2 separate regions of the Mus musculus genome follow, and region 1 is linked to region 2. The links are chromatin contacts, called in public promoter capture Hi-C maps. All regions are on one chromosome and are shown on one strand. Each heading gives the region's core, a stretch centred on a gene start, on an enhancer-like site or on the middle of the called end of the contact. The rest is flanking DNA. Distances are from core to core; before and after follow the strand shown.

The links. Promoter capture Hi-C pulls out the DNA fragments that hold promoters and counts their contacts.
Region 1: a promoter capture Hi-C map of hippocampal neurons shows a contact between it and region 2, with 7 times the contacts expected there. The contact joins the promoter of Zdhhc21 here to the promoter of Tyrp1 in region 2. A contact is called at or near these places in 3 of 39 promoter capture datasets (embryonic stem cells, hippocampal neurons and liver) and 1 of 115 datasets of contacts at active chromatin or transcription factors (astrocytes).

Annotation. Positions count from the first base shown.
Region 1 is chr4:82,858,260-82,863,014 of GRCm38.p6, forward strand. It overlaps Zdhhc21 (zinc finger, DHHC domain containing 21), which reads right to left and starts at 1,414. Exons shown (of 9, transcript NM_026647.4): 1 at 1,231-1,414.
Region 2 is chr4:80,830,721-80,836,172 of GRCm38.p6, forward strand. Tyrp1 (tyrosinase-related protein 1) reads left to right here and starts at 3,493. Exons shown (of 8, transcript NM_001282014.1): 1 at 3,493-3,681; 2 at 4,269-4,738. The coding sequence starts at 4,354.

The DNA of each region.
Region 1 (4,755 bases), core at 164-2,663, 2.0 Mb after region 2:
CTTTTGTTTTTTTTTTTTTGTTTTGTTTTTTTTTTTTTTTTTTTTTTTTTTGGTCATGAGGTAAATGTTCACCGTGGATCCTCCTCACCATGTCAAAAGGGTGTTAAGTTAAAAGCAGACATTTCCCAGACAGACATGAGAAAGCTTGAAAGATCACCGCTTAGAAAAACGTAGCCTGGCTACCTAGTTGTATAGATGAGAAAATAACACTGGATCCCTGGCCTACCCATGACCCCATAGCTGGATAGTACAGAAACCAAAAGCGAATCTGGCTTTTCTGTCTTCAACTCCAAACTGTATCTGGTTTTTTTTTTTTCCCCCAAATGATTTCATACCACTTCTCCTCTTCAAAAGCCTTACTACTGAGAGGGCACAACTAAGGTGGCAACAGGGTACCCTCTGAACTTTATCCGTGGATCTCAAGCTCTGGAAGAACTTAATGAGATACTGCACCAAACCCTTTCATCTAGGAATGGCACACACTAAGCAGTCATCAAATGGTAACGGCTATCATTATCTTTTACCACAAAGTAGGGAGTGAATTTGGGGTCGGGGGGGGGAGGGTGAGGGGTATGCATATTAGCAGTGGGTGGAGGACCCATTGGACAAGTCTTTTAAACTTACACTTAATTACCCTTATTTGCCCTTATTTTGGGCTGAAACTTTACACTGATTTATGACCCACCCACAATGACCTTGATTTTTACCCAGCCCCTCCTGTACTTTTATGAACTGCTATATTGCAGTATTTTCAAGTAATGACCGGCCAGGTCCTCTTAGCCCTGGAGATACAAACATCTTCCACTGACTCATACGGTATCTTAAAATGTGACCCAAATACATCTCGAGAAAAGACCATAAATTTTAAACGACCAGCGCAGGTTACGTTCAGCGAGTGATTACAGGGAATGGTAACAAGTGCAAAGTGCTGCCATGCGGAAAGCCATTTTCTCAAAACAGCCGGTGCGGCCGGCCGAGGGAGAGGAGGGAGAAGGTCAATGGAGGTGCACGGTTTTCTCCCAGAGGGTCCTCTGCAGCTCCGCACCAGCGACCTCGAAATGAATGAAACGCTCGGTCACGCCGACAGCCCGGGCCCCGGGGGTGCAGGGACGCCAGAGTCCCGGGGAGAACTCGGCGGATTTCTCTCCCCACCCCAGCCCATTCAGGGCCGCGGTCTCCGGGAGGGATGCTGCATGGCAGGTGCGGGACCGCCCGCCGGCCCACACTCACCGCCGCCCGCTCCGCCGCTTTCCACTCGGCTCCGCGCCTCCGCCGCCCAGGCCGGGCCGCAGTCCCCTTCCGCTTCCGGGAGCCGAGGCGCCGGGACCGGCCGAGTGGGTGTCGGCATGCCCGCGCGCCCGCGCGGAGGCACGGCCGCCGTCGCCCTCTCCGCTTCGCGCCCCGGAGCTGCGATGGGAGCCGCCGAGGGCCGAAAGACCTGAAAGCGCTCGCAGCCCAGCGCTGCGCCCGGCCTACCTTCGTCTAACCTACCTGTGCCTCCCCGCCCTGCATCCCGGCCCTGCCCAGGCGGCCGCACACGCGTGTCCCCACACCCTCCCTGCCTAGGACCAGCCTCAGCCTTAAGCAGTGCTCGCTTCCTCCTTCTGTCGGGGAACAGGCCTCTCTCCCCAGTGACAGCTATGGATTTTCCAATGTTACCTTGCTTCAAAATTTAGTCTGCAACATTGACATCTTCTGGGATTCTGGAGAGAATGCAGTCTCAGGCCTGCTCATTCCGTACCTGAATTTTAATTCAGGATCTGGAGGTGACACCTATCAGTGCACCCCAAAGCAGCAGTGTTCATCTTTAGGGCCTTCAGACCCTCTTTTGGGATACCCCAGCCATTGGAGGTTTTTCCAATTCTTGTTGGCAACCTAAATCCGCATTCAAATCATTTTTAAATGCATTTCAGATAATCTCTATAAATTGTCAGCGCTCCAATCAGTGACACCTAGGAAAAAAAATTAATGAACGCAACAGCTCAAATAACCCATCTCCCAATCTAAGCTGTTATCCTCACAAACGCCTGAGATACAATAATATAATATAAATATAATAATATAATATAATATGTTATATTATATATAATATAATAATATAGCTTTTTGCACGTCACTCCTAAATAGTGCCGTGGAAAAGTTTATACTGTATGGAGATAGCTGGTTATGCCTACATGTCCCAGAAGAAGATCATGTGTGGATGGGAGAGGAATTCCCTGCTGTAGGAAGTCTGTACTTCTTGTTGAATGGTATTGAGAGCCTTCCAGAACAAACTGTTCCCGGTGGTACCTGTTACTCAGGTCCTGGGACGACAGCTGTACTAACTCTAAAGTTACCTTCAACTAGCTTGTTCCATTTCCTGACAAATCCCCTTAATTTCATTCCCCTTAAAAAAAAAAAATCTTCTACTTCCCCACTGATAGGGGCAGGATAGGAAGACAAAGAAAACAAGGGAGTGTGGGAAAGGGGGAGGCCTCTCACGCGGAGACCTAGCTTTCCTCCTGGCTGTGTGTCAAGAAACATCAACACAACCACTAAAGCCAAGGCTGTCTCCAAGATAGTGCTCATTCTTCCCTCTACATCTCAAACAACAGTGTCACAGTCACTGTGGCAGCTACTCAGGGCCAGGGTGATTGCAGCCTTGACTTTAACCCTGTTAGCAGTACTCTCTCAACTCTAAATCTAAACAGAAGCCTCATAAAACCACCTGACAATCTTCTTTACAAAAGGGGCGTTCTTTAAGATAAGAGAAATAAGTAAATCATGACTTTCCTTTATTTTTAAACTGTTCTTAGTTCTTAAGCTTTGTAAATTACATCTTTTGAGCAAGTTAACTTAGCTGCAGAATTATATGTGTATGTATACATATATACATATACACATATATGCACATATATGTATATATTGCATATGTGATATATATACCATAAAGACTCCCAGCATAACTGCTCGCTCTTGCTCTTTCTCTCTCTCTCTCTCTCTCTCTCTCTCTCTCTCTCTCTCTCTCTCTCACACACACACACACACACACACACACACACACACAAAGTCACGTCTCAGATGTGTACTATTGTCCTTTCCTCAAGACAGACTGGCTTCCTCTCTTGTGCTTGTGTGTGTGTGTATGTGTGTGTCCTCTGTCCCACAGTCTTACCTGTACTTGGGCTTAAATCTGAAGTTTGTGTTGTCCCTTATCGCTACTTAATAAATTCACTTTGCTCTGACTCATCCTTAGGTTCTTTTCTGAATATATTTCAAGATCTAGCTTTACCTTCCTGAAGATATGAATGACAATGTTGGGTCACATTTCAAACTCAAGACCATCCTCCTGTCTCAGGCTCCCTAGTGGTGAGATTACAAGAGTGTGGCTCTGTGTCTACCTTTTGGACATGATGCTCTCAGTGGTAGCCAGACTTTGAGGGGGATCCTGGGGACCCCTGCCAACAGAGTTCTGTGTCCTCGCTGCACTTGTAGAGAACTTATGGAGCTTGTTTGGAACCCCATGTTATCATGAACTGCTAGGGATTTGGAAAATATGTTCTTTCCTGATTGCTGACACTTGATGACCTTTAAGTCATAGATTAATTTGTTTTCATGGTGTGGTCCCCAGACATGCAGCTTCTGTGTCACCTGGAAACCTGTGAAAAGTTGCATTTTTAGCCATACCCCAATCCACAGTAATAGAAATTTTGGAGGAGAAGCTCACAAACCTATGTTCTAACAACCTTCCAAGTGATTCAGAACACATACCCAAATCCTGGAACTGTTCCTCTAGACCATGGTGCCCTAGAGCAACCCAATGGCAGAGACTAACCTGACTGGATGGAAGTTTTATACTGTTTCAAGTTCACACATAGCTATGGGGTTGAAAAACTTGTCACATTACTGTTGGACTAAGTAGTTTTCATTATAATTATACATTTGCTATAGTGACATTTTCGTGACTTGGTTTCTTTGAATAAGCCAAAATAATACAGGTAAAGAGTAACTTTGAAGAAAAACACTTATTTTCCTTCAAACCCAGTGACCTGGATTACATACTGTTTTAATGTCTCATCAAACATCTCTACGAAGAGGAATATTTGTGTCAAATGGTCACAACAAGTGCAAAGAAATTAGTTAAGCAACATGAGTGCATACAAACATTGGAAGTATACATGTTTATGCCTGTTTTTGTACAATAAGCTTTTTTTTTTAATCAGTCAAACCAATTCCACAGAAGACTTTCTAGGAAAAGCATGGCGGGATGGCAATCCCCCTACCATGAACTGTTTGAGCATAGGAAGTTAAAGGACATAGACAAAGTCTTGCCTCCCCCATGATATTTCTCATCTCTGTCTGTGACTTACACTAAGCACTGACTGTATAGACAGACACGTGTCACAGTGAGTACACAGAAGAAACGTGGCATCAGTGGTAGATGCTTGCCGGAAGAGGTTTTGGTTGTTACTGCTGTTGGTTTTCTTTTCTTCATTTTTTAAAAATTGTTATTGGTTATTTTATTTATTTACATTTCAAGTGTTATCCTCCTTCCCGCTTTCCCCTCCAAAACCCCCCTATCCCACCCCCTCCTCGTCTCTATGAGGGTTCTCCTCCACGAACCCACCCACTCCTGTCTCACCACCCTAGCTTCCCCTCTGCTGGGTCATCCAGCTTTCACAGGACCAAGGGCCTCCCCTTTCGTTCATGCCAGACAAGGCCATCCTCTGCTTCATACGCATCTGGAGCCATGGGTCCCTCCATGTGTACTCTTTG
Region 2 (5,452 bases), core at 2,243-4,742:
AATACAAAAACTTGTTTGATCCCAGCTAGTCAAGTATGAGCAGAACCTCCTTCATAATTAGCAGCTTACAAAACCAAGAGTTGAAACCTCAGGTCTTTGACCATTGGTCAAAACAATGAGATCCAAATTGTCTCTCTGGTCCCAAATGTGTCATTTGTTTGGTTCTACTTATTCATTTTACATCCAGCTCACAGCCCCCTACTGGTCACCCTCTCCCATAATCCTTTCCCCATCTGCCATCCCCTTCTCTTTTGTGTGGTTGGGGGGCTCATGGGCACATTAAGTCTCTTCAAGGGTAGGTGCAACCTCACCCACTGAGGCCAGATATGAGAGCCCAGCTAGAAGAACATATCTCATGAATAGGCAACAGTTTTTGAATAACCCCAGATCCAGTTGTTTGGGACCCACATGAAAACCAAGCCACACATCTACTACATATGTGTGGGGAGGCCTAGGTCCAGCCCGTGTGTGTTCTTTGGTTGGTGGTTCAGACTCTGTGAGCCCAAAGGGTCCAGGTTAGTTGATTCTATTGATCTTCTCATGAAATTCCTATCTCCTTCAGTGCCAGCAATCCTTCCTCCTATTCATCCATAAAACTCCCCAAGCTCTGTCCACTGATTGGCTGTGGGTGTCTGTACCTGTCTGAGTCAGTTGCTGGGTGGAGCCTTTCAGAGGACAGCCATGTTAGGTTCCTGTCTGCAAGCATAACAGAGTATTATTAATAGTGTTAGGGATTGGCTCTTGCCCATGGGATGGATCTCAAGTTGTTGCTGGGTTTTGGTCTGCCATTCCCTCAGTCCCTACTCCATCCCCAGTGCCTGCATTTCTTATAAACAGGATAAACTTTTGTAAAAGTTTTGTGGGTAGATTGGAGTCCCTATCATTCCACTAGGGTTCCTGCTTGGCTACAAAAGAACCCTCTTAAGTTTCTGTATCCCCAATATGGTGAGTCACAGCTAAGGCCACTCCCATTGATTCTTGGTTGCAGCCCTTATCCCAGGTCTCTGTCTCATCCTGGAGATGCCCCCCACCTCAAACCCATTCAGGTGAAGATTTCCATTAGTTCTCATGGCCATCTGGCTATCTCTCTTGTCCTTTCCCAGACCTGATGCTGAGCTCCCCAGCAATCCACATCCCCACTCCGACCCTCTCAATTCCCTCCCTCCATCTGACTCTTATGACTATTGTATTCCCCCAAGTGAGATACAAGCATCCTCTCTTATGCCTTTCTTCTTGCATGACTTCTGCGGACTGGGTTACCAAACTCAGGATGATAGTCTCAAGTAGCATCCATTTGCCTGAAAAATTCATGATTTCTTTGTCTTTAAAAGCTGAATAGTATTCCACTGTGTATATGTGCCACATTTTCTTTATCCATTCTTCAGTTGAGGGACATTTAAGTTGTTTCCAGTTTCTGGTTATTATGAATAAAGCTGCTATGAACATAGCATGAGGCCACTGATAAATAAATAAAACTTGTTTGATCCCAGCCAGTCAAGAACCGGCAGGCCAGAATGTTAATGAGAATGAGCCTCCTACATAATCAATAGCTTGCAAAACCAGGAGCTGAAACCTAGGTCTTTGACTACTACTGGTCAAAATAGTGATATCTTAATTGTTTTTCTGGCTCCTTGGTAGGGATATGATTTTCTAAACTAGGAGACAGACAGACAGACAGACAGACAGACAGAGAGCATGTGGCTATTGTGTCACTGAAAGCTTTCTAAACATATAACATTGTTTTCTCCCTTAAGAACTAATTCAAACAGATCTGTTCATCCCCTGGAAGAATGCTGTTTTCTGTAAACTTTACAAGTATTACATAACCTATCTAAATATGTATGTTTACATAATGATATCTCTGGCTATTGTCCATCTCACCCTTAAAAATGCCTCATGTTCTTCCACAATAATCCTCTCATCTACACTCATTTACACTATGTTCTGGGTGTCTTATCTAAAGTCACTTGATGGAGACCACAAAGACGAGGGAGCTAAATGGAGGTCAGAGCAGCGTGCTAATAACAGAATATCAGGAGCAAAGATGGCATGGAAACACAGAAAAAAGATGAAGTGAGCCCAGATGGTTGGTGTGAGTTTTCATCATTCCACACAGATGGCACACAGTTTAAACCTTATGAACTGCTTATATCTAGACTTTTCTGTTTAATGTTTTCAGACCAGCAGACTACAAAGAATTGAAGCCACAGAGAATAAAGGTGGGGATAAGGGCAGATGATTCAATGTAGAACTGACAAATAAGTTTATTAGTACTAAATGTTAACCTTGAATAATGCTGACAAAAATGGGAAATGATATAAACACTTTAGAAAGTAATTTAGAATTACTTTATACACATTCTCAAGCCTCACGATAACAATTCCCTCTACAGATATTTGTCATGTATATATATATGAGAAACAGAAAACATTTGAAGACAATTTATAGTGGTATTTTTCACAAGATAAAAAAATTCATAAAAATAACCCCAAGGCCCAATAACTGGAGAATGGGTAAATATATTATTATATATTATTAGAATAATATGTCAAACTGTCATAAAACCTATAAAATTTTGCTACAATATTTCCTATGCAGCAACCCAAGTATACTTTTGAGACAGTGTTGGGGCAGGGGGGAATCTAGTCACTGAAGCCTACTTATACAGAAACGGTCATTCATGAGATTCAAATTGCCTAGAGATACAGAAACAAAACTAAATTTGTCTCCTGTGTATGGAATAAGTTTCCAACAGAAATGTCCTGGTTTTCCTTTAAGCATCTGAAGGAATGTCCTAGTATGAGCACACATTAATAGGTTATATGTGTAACTGGCTAAAATTTGAGGGGAAAAAAAAAGACACGAATGACTTCAGGGTTTCAGGCATCTTATATCAAGCACTGTTTAATACAACCCCAGTTCTAACAGATGATGTGGCTGGCATCCATATGTCAGTCAAAGCAGAAGAACATACTCTTATTCTTTCCTGCCTTAATTATAGATATATCCCTAGTTGTCTTTTTGGTTGTTAAATACACATTTGGTTATTTTATATAATTTTTGTATACTTCTAGCTTAGCATCAAAAGACCAGCCAACATTGATCATGAATGCTGACAAGCTTTGTAGAGTAATCATGTATTCCAAACTCAGGCTTACATTTGAATGTTGGCTACATATGTATGAGTTTTCAACTTCCAGGAGAAAACGTCTCTTTAAAAGAGAACAACCAAAAGCTAACAGAAAATACAAGTGTGACATTGGCCTTAGTTCGACCAAGAAAGCAATTCATCTTGTTTCTTCCTTTGTGGTATACAGATAAAGAAAAATAAAATCACTACAACGAAAGCAAAATCTCTTCAGCGTCTCTAATACATCTTCCAAATCAGTGTGTCTGACCTTTTCTTAAGACTTTAACCATCACAAGGAAACCAGTGGGGAGGGAGTCATGTGCTGCCTAGTAGTTAAAGGGCAGGAGAATTCACTGGTGTGAGAAGGGATTAGTGAGAGCTGGAAGAGAGGACCAGCCCCTCCCAGTGTGAGGAATCTGGCTTGGGATTTACTGTCTGGCAGAAAATCTCTTCGGGCAATTAACAGCTGGCATCAGGGGAAAAGCAGACATCCAACAACACTAGCTCTGAAGGAGATCAGCAGAGAAACCTTCCAGGGATTCATGGTACTGGTGAGCAGCTCTGTGGTGGGTACCCTGTGACCAAAGCTCTAGGAACATGAAGGAGATTTGCTTGCTATAAACCTGTTTCCTATTCTCCTTTCATTTCCATGGTTAACTATTACTATGGTAGTCACCAACTAGTGGATGCTTTTGGTAAATGACATCTATGGAAAGTCTTTTTGGATCAGGGTGATCTTTTTATGTATGTGTATGTGCATGGATATGGGTGCACGAGAGCAGGTGCCCAGATTCTCAAGGAGGGCTTCAGTTACAAGGAGTTGGGAGTGATCTGATGTGGTTGCAAGGCACTGAAGTCAGTCTCTCTGTAAGAGCACTCTATGCTCCTTACCACTGTGCCTTCTCCCCAGCCCAAGAATAGTATTCTTATGGGTAGAAATTTTAAATAAGAAAACTCAAAGACCAGGAGAGTGAGTTCTGTCATCTAGCTATTATGCCTGCAGATATTTAAAGGTGAATAATTGTTTTGACTATTGTTTAGAAATGTTGTTTCACATGAAAGATTCCATTTCCGGAGTGGGTTGAAAAAGTATGCAAAAGAACTTTTGCAACTCTGTTTTTGCCTTTCTGTTTTTCAGCTGTATTTTCATCTGAGCACCCCTGTCTTCTCCATGCAAAGAGCAGCATAGGAGACCTGTGTTCTGAACTCTTGCTTCGAGAAGAATGAAATCTTACAACGTCCTCCCCCTAGCCTATATCTCCCTTTTCCTGATGCTGTTTTATCAGGTTTGGGCTCAGTTTCCACGAGAGTGTGCCAATATTGAGGCTCTGAGACGTGGGGTGTGTTGCCCAGACCTGCTCCCTTCCTCTGGACCGGGGACTGACCCTTGTGGCTCATCATCAGGAAGAGGCAGGTGTGTGGCTGTGATTGCAGACTCCCGACCCCACAGCCGCCATTATCCCCACGATGGTAAAGATGACCGAGAAGCCTGGCCTCTGAGGTTCTTTAATAGAACATGTCAGTGCAATGATAATTTCTCAGGACACAACTGTGGGACTTGCCGTCCTGGGTGGAGAGGAGCTGCATGCAACCAGAAAATTCTCACAGGTGAGTAGAAAGGCGGGGAAGACAGTTTCACTGAGTTAGACTTGATGCTATGTGAATCCTGAATCACATAGGTCAGGAGTCACCTTAAATCCTAGAGCTCAGCCCACTTCTCCCCGTTTTAACCTACACTTTTTAACTAATTCTATTTCCATAAATCTGGAGAGATGGCTTTGTGGATGGTAAGAGCATTCTCAGGAGCTGGGCAGTAGTGGCTCATGCCTTTAATCCCAGCACTTGGGAGGCAGAGGCAGGTGGATTTCTGAGTTCGAAGCCAGCCTGGTTTACAGAGTGAGTAAACAGGACAGCCAGGGCTACACAGAGAAACCCTGTCTCGAAAATTTAAAAAAAAAAAAAAAAAAAGCTTCTAAGAAAGAGAACCTAAGATTCCCAGCACCCAGTAGGAAACTGGGTGTGGCCACTTGTGACTGTATGCTCAGTACAGTAAGGTGGGAGACAGGTTATGGAGCTTTGAAGATCACAGGTCTAGCCAAAAAGAGATGAACTCCTTGTGAGAGACTCTGTCTCAAGATAATGAGGTACGGAGTGCTAGAGGACACCTGATACTCTCCTCTGGTCTCCACATACAGGTAATTTCCTACTTTAGGCAGTTCCTATATGTTAGGGACTGACTTTTGTGACCAGAGGTCTGCGTACTAATCCTTGTACATTAGATTCAGAAAGGTCAAACTCATGGATCTGGACCTTTAGCAAAGA